2 separate regions of the Hordeum vulgare genome follow, and region 1 is linked to region 2. Evidence: chromatin contacts called from public Hi-C data. All regions are on one chromosome and are shown on one strand. Each heading gives the region's core, a stretch centred on a gene start, on an enhancer-like site or on the middle of the called end of the contact. The rest is flanking DNA. Distances are from core to core; before and after follow the strand shown.

Region 1 (3,038 bases), core at 69-2,568, 670 kb after region 2:
GGCTCCGACGCACCATACATGCAAGTGTGTGCACGCCCCCGCCCGCTTGTGCAACTATGGCCCATACCTGGCCAAACGGGTCGTGCCTGACGGGCCGGCACGGCTGCCCGCAGGCCAGGCACGAGACGGGCCCGGCCCGCCACCCCGAGCCCGCGTGCCAGCCCGGCACGGCACGATTAGGTGGGGCGACCAGCGATCCAGGATTCCAGAGGGCATTCAGCGAGGCGGGGCGGGCGGGAGGGGGCCAGGGGGGCGTGGGAGATGGGGCCGACCGTTGGCAGAGGGGGCGGTCAGCGCATCGGGAGCCGAGTGGCCGACCAATGTGGGGGAGCGGGGCAGACGCGCAGGGCTCGAGGTGGCCAGCTCGTGTGCGGGAGGGAGGGGGGCGCTGGAGATTAGGAGAGCTGGCGGGCGGAGGGAGAGGGGCGCGGGACTGTGGGAGATTAGGATTTTTTTTTCGTTTTTTTCATGAGGGAGATTAACGTGTCGCGTGCCTTAGTGTGTCGCGGGCCGGCCCAATTAGACCACGTGCCGTGTTTGGGCCTGGAAGGCTGTCACGCGGGCCGGCACGGCACGGTCCGTATATTAATCGGGCCTAGACGGGCTGTGCCTGGCACGATTACGGCGATCCGAGCCGTGCCGGCCCGTTTGACCAGGTATGCTCTGGCCCCGGTCGGTGGCACTTCACTTCCACAGCACCCGCGGACAAACAATTGCGAGTGCGCCTCGCCTCGGCTGGCTGCAACGGTGCACCACCACCGAACGAAACCACGAAACGAAAGCAAAGCAGCAATGATACCAACCACCAGCTCACCCTCACCTCGCCTCACGGGCGCTTTGGCCGGTCCTGCCACGGCAACCTTTCCACTCTCCGGTCATATACCTCCACTCCGGTCATGTTTTATTCCGTCCACAAACCTGTAGCAGTACTATCCACACCGTACACACACATTCAGTCCTCCCGCCGCCCCCAACTGTCAGCGACGCATTACTTGAGAGTGCGCCATCGCACAGCACAAGCTCCGAGGCACGAGTTAAACTATCCGCTTCTGCGCTACTACCGAACGCCTGCCCGTGACCGGCTCGGTGCCGCACCGGCACGTCTCACGGTAACCCAGACGACGACGACGAAGAAGAAGCACCCGGCGCCCGCCAGTACGCACCGGCCCGGACTCTGGCACTACTCTGGCTCTGAATCACCCGCGGGTAGTAGTTGGCTGGCCGGAGCCCCGGAGTGGAGTTAACGAGCGAGCCCGTCCAAAAACCAGCCAGCCAGGGCCTCCTCTCCTCGTGCCACCGCCCACCACCCAAGCAACGGAGAGAGGCCACGCTGCGGCTCCCTCCCTCCCTCCCTCATCCTCCCCCTCCTCCTCCCCACGCCACGCCCGCCGCCTCTCCCACTTGCCACTCGCAGCGCAGAGCAGGCATTGCCTCCGCTCCACTCCAGTCCCATCCCCTCGGCCGCGCCGTTCAAGGGAGATAGCGTAGCCGTAGCGTGCAGCCCTGCCGCTCCTACCCGCTGGAGGCAGCCGGAGAAAGAGGCAGTAAGAATTGACGACCTTTTCTTTCCGGGTTTTCTTGGCCGCACTTCCGGTGCAAATTGGGCGGCGCACCCGGAAATCTCCATCTCCTTCATTAATTCCTCTCCTTCCTTGCAGACGCTGCGGCAGCAGACGAAAAGGGGGAACGGCCACCGACCATGACAAGTCGACGAGGGCTGCCGGGCCGGCGCGAGTGAGCGATCTCGCAGATCTGCGCCCGCCGCCGCCGCACAGTGTCTGCTTTCCCCGAGTCTCCAGCCGGATCATCGTCAGATGGGCAGCGCAGTCCGCCTCGCCCCTCCGATCTTCGCCACGCGCGCGGATTAACCAGCCCGGCGGCATTCCGCTTCCCCGCACCAAGAAAGCCCGGTGATTTGTCGGCGGGAAGGGAGAAGCCGGGGGCGCAGCGATGGCGAACGTGGGGGACCTGGCCAACATCGCGCAGCTCACGGGGCTGGACGCCGTGCGCCTCATCAGCCTCATCGTCAAGGCGGCGGCCACGGCGCGGATGCACAAGAGCAACTGCCGCCGCTTCGCGCAGCACCTCAAGCTCATCGGCGGCCTGCTGGAGCAGCTCCGGGTGTCGGAGCTCAAGAAGTACCCGGAGACGCGGGAGCCGCTGGAGCAGCTCGAGGACGCGCTCCGACGCGGCTACCTGCTCGTCAACTCCTGCCAGGACCGCTCCTTCCTCTACCTCCTCGCCATGGGCTGGAACATCGTCTACCGCTTCCGCACCGCGCAGACCGAGATCGACAACTACCTCCGCCTCGTGCCGCTCATCACGCTCGTCGACAACGCCCGCGTGCGGGTCGGTAATCAGTCACCTCCCCCAGACCAAATTGTTTGTTTAGTACTGCTCTGCTATAATAGTGTTATTGGGCACCTAGATTGGTACTAGGCTTTTAACAGATGTTGATTTGTTATGTATTGATTCCATTCTGCTGGGATATGCATACTGGTCTAGACAAAAGGTGATGTGCCTTTTGAGATTTGGTGGAATATGATTGAATTGGTGGCTTTCCTGAGTGCTCTGGTGGGGTGTCTTGTTCTCTGCCGACTGTCTAGGAAGTTGCTGTGAACCAAAAGATTCTATTGTAGGAGTTTTCGTTCTCTCATTTGAGTACAAAAATTCATTGTTCATGTACGTTGTATGCCTACAAACTTGTAGATTGCTACTAGGAAGTCAGGACATAAGCTCTGGTGGGAACATGTGATCTTGGATCAGTCCACTGTTACCATCTTTTCCTGCTTCTCCCTGTATCCTTTTGCCTTCAAGGCCTATTTTGATCATCATTTTCTTTATCTCAGGAGCGAATTGAGTACATCGAAAGGGACCAATGCGAATACTCTCTTGATGAGGAAGACAAGGAGGTCCAAGAAGCTCTGTTAAACTCTGACCCTGGCACAAATCCTTCGATAGTGCTGAAGAAGACTCTGTCCTGTTCTTATCCAAACTTGCCGTTTAATGAAGCCCTTCGGAAGGAAAGTGAGAAGCTC
Region 2 (2,954 bases), core at 438-2,937:
CATCTTAAGAATATATACCTTAGAAAGTTGAAGAGTAAGCTTCTCCAAAATCGGCGAGTGTTGGAGAAAACAAATCAGTGCATTGTGGTCGGCAGCCAAACACGAACCATTGAGTAACAAAGTCTTCAGCTTGGTAAATGTAGGGCACCACTTCAAATCCCTGTCAAAAATAATCTAGGGAAAACACAAAAGAGCCCGATCAAATAAGAACCTTTTGGCCATTGTTGTACAAACTACAAAGTGCAATCTGGCTATGTGTGAAGTATGTCATACATAACGCAACTGTGATGTGTGACGATGGATGTGGTTGCTGCACTAGAAATAATGAAGCAAAAACAGCGTAGTATTAGGAATCAAGAAGTAGTTGCAAGCATACCAACTCAGAATTAGCCGACAACTCCTAGCTTCGGATAAGCCTTTGAGAAAGATGCTGTTATTGCGGTCATAAATAGGCCCATATTCAGGATCCCCATAATAATACCAGCAATCTTCACAGATATCAGCACCACAGTTGTCAAATCGACCCTTTGGGCATCGATCACTACAATCATCATTAAGCACAACAACAGCTCTTGCTAACCGTGGCAAGCTTCCAAGTAAACGAACCCTTCCTTGGTATTCGATCAACTCGAGCGAAACGAGACTGGGTACAAAAATAAGGATGCGAGTGTGCTCAGAGGTATAACAGCGGGTAATGCGCAGATGCTTCAAGGATGGAAAGAGCAGCTGTTTGACAAAAGGGAAACGCTTCCAGACGGCTGGCTGGCCGGGGCTTGCAACATTTTTTCGTCCAGATTTGCTGCAATCATGTTTAAATTTGCTACAACCATTTCTTATTTTGCTATAATTTATCTATTAAAAAGTTAAATCCACGTTTGGTTGCAATTCGAATTCGTTGAATTTTTTTGCTACAATCGGCGTTTGATTTTTGTTACAACCGTGTTAATTTTTGCTACAACCGGTATCTTTTTTGCTGCATTCGTTTATTAAAAAAGTTACAGACACGTTCGTGAGAGTTGTAACCCGAGTTCACTGAATTATTTTGCTACAACCAGCATTTTGTTTTGCTACCATGCATCATCAACATCTTTTTTTACTACGACCATGTTGATATTTTTTTGTTACAATCATATTTTTGTTGCAACCATAGATGAAATTTGCTGCGTTGTGGCCTAAATTTGCTAGATCGAGGAATTTTTGTTACATGGAAGATCTAACGGTGCGGTCCGTGGATCTGACGACTGGGCTGCGACCGACGCGAGGGCTCGGGCCGGCGTGTCGCAAACATCCAAACTCAGCTCCACCAGTGCCGTACAGCCTGAAAAATCAACAACACTGTCTTTCACACGGACACCAACAAGCTCCAACGCGAGCACGCACGTCCGCACCACCTCTTCAACCGGAAGTAAGCAGAGCACATTGTGGAGGATGCCGTTTGGGAGGGCGCTGATGCGATGCGATCAGCCCCGCTCGCCATGGACAAAGCTTCCCGCTGTGGAGCGGTATTCCGTCGAACAGTTGGTGTGCGCTGCCGCTCGGCGAACACGGAAGGGAGGATGTCAGACAAAACGGAAATGAAGGGGGAAAGAAGAGTTCAGTTCATTCAGTCCATGCCTCGACCTTACAGAACTGGGGCACGGCCCAGCGTTAAAAAAGCCTGCCATGGCACGGCCCTTTTATAAAAGGACGGCTAGAGTACTGAAGGGAAGGGCATACCCTATTTGGCGCTGCAGGCAGCCGTTATAGGCCATTTTACTAACCGGCGCCTGCAGCTCGCATCCCCGCTCCGTTGTTGGGCCGGCCCAGTTCGACTTCGTTTTTTGTATTAACATTTTAAAAAAATGTTAAGTTGGGGATCTCGAACCCACAACCTCACCGCACTAACCAGTACGCCATTGTGATCAATGTGTTTGATCTTGTTCGCTTTTCCCTGGTTTTTCGCTTCGCTACAGTTTTTGGCATTTTATTCATTTTCCCCGTATTTTTCTTTGTTTTCTGAAATGTGCAGATTATTTTTTCAAATTCTTAAAAAAATAATTTCAGTTCTATAATCTTTTTATTTCTAATTTGATGAACTTTTTTCAAACTTGATGAACTTTTTTAAAATTCAATGAACTATTTTTAATTCTATGAACTTTGTTTTCTTTGTTTTTGTTTTCATAATCAATGAACTCTTTTTTAATTCGATAAACTTTTCTAAAATTTAATAAACTTTTTTCGAATTTGATGGACTTTTTTAAATTTCAATGAATTGTTTTCATATTCGATGAACTTCTAAAAAAAATGTATGAACCGTTTTCCCACTTGAAAAGTTTTTTTTTGCAAAATTGATGAACTTTATTTTTCGAAAATCACAAAACTTTTTCAAGGTCTGCAACAGGACGCATGAGCTGTGTAAACGGCCGCGTGCAGCACCGTATAGGAGGTCCCGGAGGGAAGCAACTAGTTAGCTCATTCGACTACTGAAGAGAAGCAATTAGTTAGGAGTACTCAAGGGTCCAACGATCATTCACATGTTTCGTTACTTGAGCGCGTTCTCATCCATCGTCATGGATGGTGTTTTAAGTGTTTCCTTTAAAAAAGTATTTTTATTTTTCTGCGTACATTTTTAGTTTTTTAGATTGGTATTTTTTGTGGTAAATGTTTGGGACTGATGCGTTGGCCGAACGCTTCGATCGGTCTCGTTCACTCGCTCGCGGCTACAGCTAACCAAATCGGAAGGCAACACCATGTTATCTTTTTCCTCATCCCCGCGTCCTTCTCCTTCCTTTTTCCCAACCTTCCGGTTGCCATGGAAGATCCTATCCCGACGATCTAATTCAGCGAGCCCGCCTCTTCTTCTCCGACGACCATCCTCGAAGCCTACCACCGAACCAGTGTCCTCCCCTCGATTTCCCCTCTCTCAACTGCTCCATGGCGACCGGAGCTGCAATGGACATGGCCGACGAAGTTGC

The links. A called contact is a pair of places that touch in the nucleus more often than the background predicts.
Region 1: a Hi-C map of seedling shows a contact between it and region 2, with 6 times the contacts expected there. The contact joins the promoter of LOC123449481 here to the enhancer-like site in region 2. A contact is called at or near these places in 1 of 6 Hi-C or Micro-C datasets (seedling) and 1 of 1 datasets of contacts at active chromatin or transcription factors (embryo).

What each region holds. Positions count from the first base shown.
Region 1 is chr4H:555,513,217-555,516,254 of MorexV3_pseudomolecules_assembly, forward strand. LOC123449481 (cell number regulator 13) reads left to right here and starts at 1,319. Exons shown (of 8, transcript XM_045126721.1): 1 at 1,319-1,544; 2 at 1,659-2,349; 3 at 2,850-3,038. The coding sequence starts at 1,951.
Region 2 is chr4H:554,844,289-554,847,242 of MorexV3_pseudomolecules_assembly, forward strand. No RefSeq gene overlaps it. Among protein-coding and RNA genes, the nearest start is that of LOC123449479, 9.4 kb to the right of the region's middle. Within about 2 kb of position 1,688, at least 3 of the 3 cell types and tissues checked have open chromatin away from gene starts, as enhancers often do. A contact at or near this core is called in seedling, where this site is marked.